2 separate regions of the Mus musculus genome follow, and region 2 is linked to region 1. Evidence: chromatin contacts called from public capture Hi-C data. All regions are on one chromosome and are shown on one strand. The core of a region is the stretch at or near the end of the contact, and the rest is flanking DNA. Distances in the headings are between cores, read along the strand shown. Region 1 overlaps Crtc3 (CREB regulated transcription coactivator 3). Region 2 overlaps Iqgap1 (IQ motif containing GTPase activating protein 1).

Region 1 (5,766 bases), core at 1,530-4,029:
GTCCCTGTCTCCGGAGGGCATCTGCTCAGATGACAGGCTGCTAAAGATTTACAGTCAGTTGTCCCCACGAGGAACCAAGCTACCCAGAGAGAACAGGTCTGGAGAACCAGATTCTTTTGGGAATGTAAGTTTCTGTTTTAATTTTTTTTTCCCCTTCCTTCTTTCCTCCTTCCCTCTTTCCTGAATTCTCCATTTAACCAAAACTGGATCTGGTTGCTTACTTATAGCTGAGTTAAATTGGTTTGAAATCTTTGCCAAATAGGCAAACGTGTAGGACCTGGACGGAGTTGCCTCCTATCTGAAGCCCCGGCTTCTGCCTCCACGTGGAAGGGAGAACCGAGCCCAGTACAACTGGCTTCACTTGTCACACAGTCCAGCCCACAGACTTTAGGAGCTCCTGAGCCACCGTAAGGAAAGCTGACAAGTGACCCTTCACTGACTTCTCACAGGCTCACTAGCAGTGACCGTCCAGACCACAGAACAGTGGTGTATAAGGCCCCCAGTCTGGGTTGAAACATCTAGCACCCAGGGATTTTCATGAGGGAAAGCTGAGTGCTGACGCGGTGTCCTCCCTAACACAGCCCTCGGGGGGCAGACCATCTACTTTGCTTGCTACACTGAAAATGGGTACAGAGAAATGGCGGAGAGTGGAGCTGGTATATTTGTGGAACTTCAATGTCTTTGTTTATATAATGAGCTGTTTTCCTTTCTCTTCTTTGTGACAGTGGGGACACCAGGGTCTCAGTACAAGTTTTAGGCAAGGACTCTGCCCCTGAACTTTATTCCCTCATCCAGGATCTGAATGCTCTGAGGTGATTTTATTATTATTATTTCATCTGATGCTTCAAGTGAAAGTCACAATCAGCATGGAACGAAGAACATGATGTGTGCTAACCCTTGTAACGTATATAAAGTATGCTAACCCTTGTGACATATATAAAGTGTGCTATAACCCTTGTGACTTATATAAAGTGTGCTAACCTGTGTGACATATATAAAGTGTGCTAACCTGTGTGACATATATAAAGTGCGCTAATCCGTGCAACCATTTCACCATTTGTTCCAACACTGGAATGAAATGAGGAAGCTAGAACCCTGTCCCCCACTTTGACTTTCTGTGTTTCTTACTTCTGCTTACTTGGGGGAATATTTGAGGTTTTATAGTTTCTGGGAATCATTTGTAATAGTGATGGGGTGACAAGCTGACGCACTGACTGTCACTGGTTTGTGTCATAGCTGGGCTGTGGAGAGAGCCAGGGTGAGTGTCAGCTTAATGAGGATGCTAACCTTGGCTTGCTCTTCTTTCTGGGGCTATAAGCCAACCTTAAAGCCCATTCGCTGAAGCTGAAGCTGAAGCAGAGGACCAGGTGCAGCAGATGGCATGCACACCTCCTCCCTGACCCAGGGATGCAGAAATGCTTCCCGGAGGATGCTGGTCCCAGTAGGCAGAGTCAAATAAAGGCAAAGTTCTCTCAGACTAAAAGCAAGGGTTTGTTTCTTAGCTGCTGAACAGACAAGTCAGGGGCACTTAGGGTCAAGAGTAACTGGGAAAATCCTGGTCCACAGCTGGGAAGACAGCTCAGGCGGTAAAGTGCAGGCCTGGCATGTACAAAGCTTGGTTCCATCTCAGCACCCCGTAACAGGGCATGGTGGTCACACAGCTGTACTCCCAGCACACAGAGGTAGGAGGTGGACCCCAAAACAGTTCAAGGTCATCCTCAATTGCACAGCAAACTGAAGGCAGTCTGAGCTACACGAGACACTGTTTCAAAAAGAAAATAAGTATTTATTCACACTCTCAACAAATGAAAAATATAAAGATTGAGAGTGTGAGACACCGCTGATCCCATTTCCCCTTCTTGCTTCCTGATAGACAGCCAGGGTAATGGCTGCATGAGCCCTTCAATGAACGACTGTGTAAGCACAGCAAGTGGGAGCGGACCTTACTTCTACTCTTCTCTTTTAGCACGGATAGTAACATGGTATACATTACAGCTGGCTATAATGTATATGGACTGATGCAGCTGTGTGTGCATGTGAGGAGGCACCTCTGGTCCATTACCGCTCTTTTCTGAAAGACTTTCTCACTGCTCTGGAACTTGCTAAGCAGACTGGCCAGTGACTCCAGCTCTTCAGGGCCCAGATTACAAGCACAGCACACCTGGCTTTTATGAGTGTTCCGGGGATTGAACCCACGTCTTCCTGGGTTTACTGAATTACTCCAACCCACTTTTTATTTTTTAATTTTTTTTTCAATACTAGGGATTAAACTCAGGGTCCTGCTACTGAGCTGAGTCCATGTCCTCAGCAATTGCTTTTTAATGTTACTTTTTTAAAAATAGGTATTTACTTTTATGTGAAGGTAGGACAGGGTAGTGTGGAGGGCAGCACACATGCCACAGCCCACGTGTAGTGGTCAGAGCACTTTCAGGACTCAGGTCTCTCCTTCCACCATGCGTGTTCTGCTGACTGAACTCAATCATCAGGCATGGCAGCAATCCTTTAACAGCTGGGCTACCTTGTTGGTCTTGCTCTTTAAACATTCTCACTCTTTCACTAAATCCCTGGGCTGATTCCACCTTCAGTTTTGTTTACAGCTGCTCCTCCTCCTGTCTTCTTTTTTCTTCAGTAATCCTTCTGCTCCAGCCTCTGGAGAGCTGGGACTGCGACACTGTTTCTTTGCTATCTTTCACTTGTCCATATCCTCAGTGGGGTAGTTTCCCCCACAGACCACGGTTTCTCTAAGCCCTTGACAGGGCCAGGATCTCACCCCCCACCCCCCCACACACACACTTCTTCCTCTTTCTCCTCTATTGGCTCTTCCCATGAGCACATGAGCCCAGCCAAGGAAGGCTCTCACGCGTGAAGCTGGGGGAGGGGCAGGACAGAAGGATTCACCATTCTCCCTCCAAGCAGTCTGAGCAGCCACACCTCCTCAGTACCCTGCTCAGCTCTCAACTCCCAGCCCTGTCCACTCCACTGAAACTCCCAGGGCACCACAGCCTTTCCTTGTCACTAAATACAAATGGACTTTTCAGTACCTAAGTCACTGATATCTCAAGTATCTGAAACTGGGATTATGTGTAATATTTTAGAACCTGTTCCATGATTCCATGATTCCTGTCTCTGCAGACTTCTGAACACAAGAGCCATCCTTCAAATGCTAACTTCTCCAGGAAGTGGTCAGTCACACACTCTACCAACAGCCCAGATCTCTCCAGAGCTGCCGACTGCAGTCAACGCCCCAAGGGCTGGGTGCCTGGCACTTCAGTGGAGGTCACTGTGCGCCACCCTCTCACCTGGCACTAACTTGTCACTTTGCACTTCCTCAGGCACTGGCCCCATGGGGCTGCCTAAGCCCAGTGTTTGGGGCCCCCCTTGAGCACTTTCCCTTTCCCCTCTCCCCCTGGGCCATACGCGATGCTGGTTATGGTGTCCCCGATGACCCCGTGTCTCCCACACCCTTCCTCCTTAACTCCATCCACTTTCCCCTCCGTATCTGAAAAAGCCTTGGGATTTGCTGTTTTATTTTTGATTGTTTTGAGTCAAAGTCCCACTTGTGTAGCCCAGGCTGGTCTGAAACTTACCGGATCCACATGGTGTGACACCATGGTGAGCTATAACAGACTTTTGGTCTTTATTCTTGTCACCTCTACATTGCTTCCACACTGCAGTCAGAAGAAGCCCCTGAAACATGAGTCTAATGGCACTGCTTAGCAGTGCAAACGTTATTAACAACACTGCTTTTAAAAATACTTTTGTCTTGGTTACTTTTCTCTTGCTGTGATAAGACACCAAGACCAAGGCAACTTAAGAAGACAGCGTTTACTGGTGGTTCAGTTTCAGAGGGCTCGGTTCCACGCCCATCTTGGCCAGGAGCACGGCAGCAGGCAGACAGGCCTGGTGCTAGATCAGTAACTAAGAGTATATTTAGAGCCACAGTAGGAGGCAGAGAGTTAAGTGTAAATTGTCTGGGCTCTTGGAACCTCCAAGTCTGCCCCTATTGGCAAATGTCCTTAAACAAAACCATGCCATCTAATCCTTCTCTCCAACTGCTCCAATAACTGGGGACCCAGGATTCAAATACATCAGCCTATGGGGGCCATTCTCATTCAAACCTCTAAAACCCCAAATGAGCCTAAAATAAAAATAAGATAAACTTAAAAACCATCGTGGAAATAAACATTCAATAGCCTGGGGGTGGGAGCTAGGGACTGAAAAGCCACATGAAAATAAATCAATATGTATAAGTGTAATATAAACCTATAGTAATTAGTCAAACAGTGTGGCACTGGTACAGGGGTAGACACATCAACGAAGAGGAAGCCAGGGGTGGCCCATGCCTGCAACTCAAGCACTGCACCACTGTGCGACAGTCCCACACCCCACATGTTTTTAAATTTGCATGAAAAAAAATCCCATCATAAAAATCTAATAAATAGCAAACTGTGAAAATACTTGCAACTCAAATCACAGAAAACTGGCCACATTTTCTAAAACATAACAACTCAACCACCAAAATTAAGGGTAAAAGATGTGTCGTGCAGCTAAAGATAGTACAAAACCACAGGCGGGGGTTGGGGGGGAGGTGCATTTATAAAAGAAAAGCGAATGAAAACTACACAGAAGATCTGGAGAGATGGCTCAGAGGGCAAAGCACAAGAGATCAGATCCCCAGCGCCTACGTGCAATGCTGGCATGATGTAGGCATCTGCAGCCCCAACTCTCAGGAAATCACACAGGGGGATCCCTGACATCTGCTGGCTAGCCAGCCTAGCACTCTAGAGAGAAAGAGCCTGCCTCAAAACACACACACACACACACACACACACACACACACACACACACACACACACACACAGGCAAATGAACAAAACCAGAGGGGCTGGCAAGGTGGCTCAGTGGGCTAGGGGGCCTGGTATACGCAGCTGCAAATAACCAAAGACCCTGCCTCAAACACGGTAAGGACTGATCTCCAAGGCTGTCTCCGACCTCACCCTGTTATACAGTACACACTGGTGTACCTGTACTCACATACTTGAACACATATGCACGTACACAATACACACACATACAAGTGCATGTTTCAAAAAAAAAAAGATTTTTAAAAAACACAAGGTTGATGGCTCCTGAGAAACCACACCTACGGGTGACCTTAGGCTTCCATGCAACTGTGCACCTGCACACACTTAGCATCGCTACACACAAGCATCTCTCTCTCTCTCTCTCTCTCTCTCTCTCTCTCTCTCTCTCTCTCTCTCTCATGGACACACATCCTACATACAGGCATTTTACAAGCTTAAGAAAGATTAGCAAAGATCACAAATTTTGGCGAAACCTTGGGCCTGATTTGGGTAGCCAGGCTCTCTGACAGAACAGACATGGGTATAAACTGGTAGACATTCTAGAGAGGATGACCTGACAAAATACAACGTAAAATTACAACTGTTCCAGAAACTCGCTTCTAGAAAGTGTTCTTGCAGCTATACCTGTCTGTATAAAACTGTATGTGTATAATAAAATAAATTGTGCGATGTTCATGTAATAGAAGACTGTGTTTTGGTTTGTTTTGATTTGATTTGTTTTAAAGAGGGGCTGTGGAGATGGCTCAGTGGGTAAAGTGTTTGCCACTTGAGCATAAGAACCTGATTTGGATCCCCAGTGAGAGACTCTGCCTTAAAAAATAACGTAGGCTGAGCTGTGGAGGTGGCTCACCAGGCTGCACAAGTATGAAGAACTGAGTTCAAAGCCCCAGAACCTCCATGA
Region 2 (5,766 bases), core at 2,247-4,746, 74 kb after region 1:
ATTTGTGATGGCAGTCTTAAGAAAACATACCTGAAAGCCAGGTATAATGGCTCACACCTTTAATCCCAGCACTAGGAGACAGATGCAGGCAGACTCTGAGTTCTAGACCAGTGTGATCTACACAGAGTTCTGATCTCTGTGAGCGCTAGACCAGCATGATCTACATAGAGTTCTAGGACAGCCAAGGCGACAGAGACCCCATCACCTCTGTCTTTAAAAAAAAAAAAAAAAAAAGACTCACTTGACCCCTCTGTTAACCTTGTTTTTGAGGTGATGAGGGTTGTAACAGGATCTTTTTCTTTTTTTTTTCCTTTTTCTTTCTCTCTCTTTTTTGGAGACAGGGCGGGGCTATGTAGCCCAGGCTGGCCGTGACTCAGTGATCTTTCTTCCTCAGCCTCTGAGTGCAGAGATTATAGGTGTTGACTACCATGCCAGACTTAGCATTTTCCTTTAACTTGAAAATGTTTTCTCAGAAAACTCTGTTCCAAAACACAATGTCAGGGTGGTGGCAGATCCTTTCTCGGCACCCACAGCTACCTGTGTCCACTCACTGAGACCTCTACCTGAGCCTGCACATGTGGACACCATGAAGGACCCTTCTCCAAGACTTACATTTGTAATAGGGACATACCGCATGATCTGTCACCAATTAAAAGAGCTTATTGGCCTTTGATATACATCAGTAAACTCTGCAGCGTTCGTTTAATTTTTAAGTTTTATGCAAGAATACCGAACCAAACATCAACGACATCATAGGCTCAGTAGCATGATTTAACTATCTTTTTGAATAAAGAGATTTTTTTTTTTAAGTTTATGACTTTTAATCCAAAGACAAAGGATTCCAAGTTCAGTGTCTGGAGCTGAACTGTCTTTGTTAGTCAGAGCCTAAGGGTCCAGGTTTCTCAGGATAAAAGCATGGCATGGATTGTCTCTTGTTGCTAAAATCAAGCAGGGTTATTCAGCAGCTCGGCAGATCGACCCTACTGTAGGCTAGAGAAAAGCTTCAAGAATTCAGATATACAGATTAACCCAATGAAAAAAAACAACCCTTTCTCAGAGTGTTCAAAAGCATTATATAAATCTTTAAAATTCCTATTACTCACATTTTAAGAAATAAATTTATACTTTGGTAAGGCACTCTTGGAATACAGTTTAGAAACAGTTACATTTTGAGCTGGGGGAAGCTATCCTTTGTGGAAGGGATGGTAAGTGCCCCGCCCACTCAGTCTCTAAATGGCCTGCTGTGACCATGGGTTTGCCTTCACCAGGAAGGGCTCTTCGCTAACGGCATTGTCCAGATTTATTGGAGAATTCAAAAGTAATTGCTCTTTTTCTCCTGAAGCTGCTTCATTTGAACAGAGAACAGTAACTTGGATTAGCTCTGCCCACAAAGGCAGCAGCCGGAAGACATCAGACTCCATCCTCTGACTGCGCCGATGGGTTGTACTTCTGGTGAATTTGATGTGCATGCTTGCTATCAACCTGACAGCTTTCACTTCTAAACGAGAATTTGAATTTCACCATTCTTATTGCTAAGTAAAACAAATACCAATGTCTACAAAGTAGTAATGACCACTTAGGAGGCTTTAACAGAAAGGGGTTGGGAGGGGGTCCCACTCTTTCCTACATGATGAGAGAAAATGAGGGAGCAGGGCTGAGGGGAAGTCAGGCTTATGGCTTCACAAGGAGAAGGGAGAGGGCACTGACGTCCGTCCGTCCGTCAGAGGGAGTGTGAACTGAGGCACCGCCACTGGACCAGGTCCTTGCTTCTAAGGAATAATGGAGGATCCTAGAAAGACAGCCGTGAGGTGCTGCCGTTTTTTGTTAACTCTTCTGGGCGGCGAGCGACCCATTACTTCCCATAGAACTTTTTGTTGAGAAGGAAGATCAGGAGGTTGACATTCACTTTAGCTCTATCAAATAATTTCATAACTGCAACTCCTTCATACTGTAGCTGCAGCAAGTCCTGTTTAAAAAACAAAACAAAACAATTTCACCATCGAATCCAGAACAAGAAAAGGAAGGACCCCACGATCCAGGAGAGGAGAGGCAGGACTTCTGTGCCAGGTGTGAAATGGTGCAGCAGGTCAGACACACTTCTCAGTGCAGAGCTTTACGGGGCACGACTGCCCTGGGGCCAGCTACCCTGGGTGCTGGAGCAACAGGGAGCCTACAACTTAGTCTTAGGTTATCATTTAGTTTATAGTAAAAGATTCTAAACACAAAGGGAAATTAGGAGTTATGTTCAGTTAAAATACATTTAAAGCTTATTTCAAAAGTTACAACGGTAGGGGCCGCTGGAGCAGTGAGCAGGGCATGGATGAGTGGGTGAAGCATCATCCTCAAGAGGCAAAGGGGAGGGTGGAGAGGGGAGAGGGGAGATGGGATGGGATTTGTTGAGGGGTAACTGGAAGGGGGATATGATTTGAAATGTAAAGGAATGATTAATCAAAAAGAAGTTATGATGGCATTTCCCCATTGTTTCAGATGTAGGTTAGAGGTTTTAATACACATAGAAAAAGTAAAGGCATTTCAATTTATGAAATATGCCAATGAGAATGAGAAATGAAAATGAGAATGACCTGTAATGTCTCAGTACCTACCAGTTGCTCTGCCCCCGCCCCGCCTCCACCCCTGGCACTTTTGCACAGGCTGACCGAATACTCCTGACCCCATGGTGGGATGACAGGTATGTGCTGCCTGGCTCAGTTTCTACAGTGCTGAGATCAAACCCAGGGGTTTGTGCCTGCCAAACAAGCATTCTACCAACAGAACTACATCTCCAGCTCTGCAGTCTACTGGAGTCCTTTGTTTTTAGGAGACTGAGCCCAGGGTCTCTTGTAAACTGAATATGACTCCAACTTCAACTCCGCATGAGAAAGGTTGTCTAACGTAAATGCAAGTACAACAGGAGGAGCAACCATCCAGCACCGAGCCTGTGTGTGGCCTCGGTTAGGCACCTTACACACTATTTTTTCAAGGCATTACAAAAACCTTATGAAGCATAATTATCTGAACTTTAGAGATGAGCTGCTGAGGCTCAAAGTGTTGGGTGGCAAGGCCATCAGGAAAGAGCTGGCTCTGGGGTGATCGGTATGATCGGCTGTTTTCTAATGTTCTCTGCAGTCCTGGCGGCTTACGACAGCACTGTCGTCACTACCACTAAACTGGTGAGTGGTGGTGAGGAAGGGCATGAAGGGACCGCAGTGTCCCAAGGATGGGGACCATGGTGTGTCCTCTCTGCCTAGCCTAACCCTAACCCCAGGCACCTATGAGGCAGACCAGTTCCTGAATCCGAGCAGCAGTGTACAGTCTCCTTAGCAGACTGGTTGGCCTGCACTGGCAGTGAAACCAATGGAATAGGGACTGTATGCAGTATGCTTAGTTACAGTGTGTGAAGAAATCCTTTCACAGTTACTGAATTAATATGCGCTGAGAGACTACTGGTTACCAACAGGGAGGTACAGATGACTAAGACATACTGTCTTAGGAGTTCCCAGTTTTGGGGGTGGCAGGGAAATGAGTCAGCTCGCACTGTCAACAGAGGATGTCTCAGGGCTGCTGAGTCAAGGGGAAGGGCCATCACTGCGGCTGTAGGGGGGCAGCGCGGGCCAGTGCTCACTGTTTGATGGAGGCAGGAGGCAGGTAGGGAGCAGAGGGAGGGAGGCTGATTCCAGGAGGGGAGAGCATCCTGTGCAGAAGGCGGAACGCTTGCTCACAGAGAGGCACCAGCCTGGTTTGCTAGACCACGGCAGTGGCAAGCAAGGCAGGGTGTGGCAAGACATGGAAGAGCAGTTTGGCAGTAGAGCATGTGTGAGGCTCAAAGTTTGATTCTCAGCACTGCAAAAGAAATGAGCCAACCAGGCTGAAGAGGTCACTCACTGGTTAGGAGCACTGACTGCTCTTCTAGAGGTTCTGAGTTCAATTCCCAGCAACCACATGGTGGCTCACAACCTTCTGTAATAGGATCTGATGCCCTCTTCTGGTGTGTGTCTGAAGACAGCTACATACATAAATACATAAATCTTTAAAAAAAAAAAAAAGAAAAGAAAAAGAAACCAACCAACAAAAACCGTAAGAGGTCTACTATGTGGTACACACATAGTTGGGTCTGGACACCGCTCATGAATCCTTTCAATTGTCTGATTATTTCTGGCTTTGGATTTTGAAGATTGCTTTCACTATACAGGCTGGCCAGGAATTACAATGAAGTCCAGGCTGGCCTCAAACTCTGAATCTTCTTGCCTCTGTCTCCTGAGAGCTGGATTACTGGTGCGTGTCACCATCCTTATTTGGTACATTTTTTAATGTGCAAAAATAGATATTTAGGCAGCTCGGCATGGTGGCACATATCTATAATCCCAGCATTTGGGAGAAACAGGAGAGTCAAGTGTTCAAGGCCAGACTCAACTACATAGTGGATTTGAGGATAGTTTGGGCTACATAAGATTCCTCCCACTCCCCAAAATCAGGTATTTGGGGTTGGAAATTGAACTCAGTGGGAAACAGCCTGCAAGCACAATGCTGAGGGTCAAATGTAAGCACCAGAAAGAAAAAAAAAAGAAACTTAAAAATAAATTAGGGGCAGCTACGTTATAAAACGGCTACAGAGTTAATTTTGAATTTAAAATGTGATTCAGAGTTACAACGAGGCAATGTGTTCACAAATTTTAGTAATATCCCTAACAAAAGGTATCCATATCAAATAAAAATGAAAACAAAGAGAGATTTCAAGTACAGAGCAGCAAAGAATCTCTTACTGCTAACACTGGTGGTTAGGTACCTCCTTCAAGGCCAGGGCACCAGCTCATCAGGGCTGGAGTGAAGATTCAGGTGTCAGAGCACTCTAAAGCATCCGCACAGGACGACTCTCAGAGGACACAGACCACACCCAACTCCCCAAGCCCTTAGCTTCTCCCAACTAGGCGCCCACCGAGCTCTCTGAATACACAAAGCTCTCCCCAAAGGCTTTCCCTTATCTTTTCTCCCACCTCATCGGAGAGCGTCACGCCTGAGCCTGTGCACACCCACCTGATAATGCAACATGAAAGTCTCCATCTGAACTCCCATGAACTTGGCTTTTACTTCAAAGTCTCCAACTTCTTCTGTTGGACCAATTTCGAAGATAACATTTTTAAATCTGTTGAAACACAACACCGTATGTGTGAGCTTTGAGTTTTTAGGTAATGAGACTCTGAGATGGGGGAGGGGGCACTAGGGGTAGATTCTGGACCTAAGTTCGCCTGGAGCGGCAGCGCCATTGGCAAAAGCATCCTGCTGTGGTGTCTGCTTTGACACCTGGAGAGAGAAATGGTCACCCCTCCCTGAAGCACTTGCAATTTGTTCCAAGACGGCCCATGAGAAGGCCACCAAAGCCTGAAATGGTGAGACCAGATGGCCCCGCCCTGAAGCAACAGTCAAAAGTCAGTGAGAAAAGGAGCAGGGTGTGGTGGCGCACACCTGCCATCCCAGCACTCGGGAGGCAGAGGCAGGGAGATACCTGAGTCTTGAGACCAGCCTGGTCTACAGAGTGAGTTCCAGGATACCCAGGGCTACACAGAGAAACCCAGTTCTTGGGGAAGGGGAGGGTGTTTGAGGATTGTGAGAGATGAGTGAGGAAGCAGAGGGGTCAGCAAGGTTGCTTTACTGGACTGAGAATGTATGTACTTAAGGATGAGTACACACGGCCCTAGGCAGGAAACCACACAGCACCAGCAATAAGTACGATTATGCTGCTCCCCAGGAGAACAGAGCAATCACTCCACA

The links. Capture Hi-C pulls out chosen DNA fragments and counts their contacts.
Region 2: a contact with region 1 is called in a capture Hi-C map of bone marrow-derived macrophages, with 7 times the contacts expected there. The contact joins two enhancer-like sites. A contact is called at or near these places in 2 of 39 promoter capture datasets (the C10 cell line and embryonic stem cells), 1 of 15 datasets of contacts at CTCF or cohesin (CD8 T cells), 3 of 484 Hi-C or Micro-C datasets (bone marrow-derived macrophages, double positive thymocytes and macrophages), 5 of 115 datasets of contacts at active chromatin or transcription factors (bone marrow-derived macrophages, effector CD8 T cells, large pre-B cells and 1 more) and 2 of 9 other capture datasets (adipose tissue and bone marrow-derived macrophages).

Annotation. Positions count from the first base shown.
Region 1 is chr7:80,638,837-80,644,602 of GRCm38.p6, forward strand. All of the region lies in intron 2 of Crtc3 (CREB regulated transcription coactivator 3), which reads right to left. Gm15880 (predicted gene 15880) reads left to right here. Exons shown (of 5, transcript NR_040343.1): 3 at 1-124; 4 at 726-812; 5 at 3,133-5,548. Among named protein-coding and RNA genes, the nearest start is that of Gm15880, 5.7 kb to the left of the region's middle. Within about 2 kb of position 2,780, at least 123 of the 459 cell types and tissues checked have an H3K27ac peak or open chromatin away from gene starts, as enhancers often do. A contact at or near this core is called in CD8 T cells and bone marrow-derived macrophages, where this site is marked.
Region 2 is chr7:80,711,980-80,717,745 of GRCm38.p6, forward strand. Iqgap1 (IQ motif containing GTPase activating protein 1) reads right to left here. Exons shown (of 38, transcript NM_016721.2): 37 at 5,032-5,140; 38 at 1-1,966. The coding sequence ends at 1,853. Among named protein-coding and RNA genes, the nearest start is that of Crtc3, 26 kb to the left of the region's middle. Within about 2 kb of position 3,497, at least 105 of the 459 cell types and tissues checked have an H3K27ac peak or open chromatin away from gene starts, as enhancers often do. A contact at or near this core is called in CD8 T cells and bone marrow-derived macrophages, where this site is marked.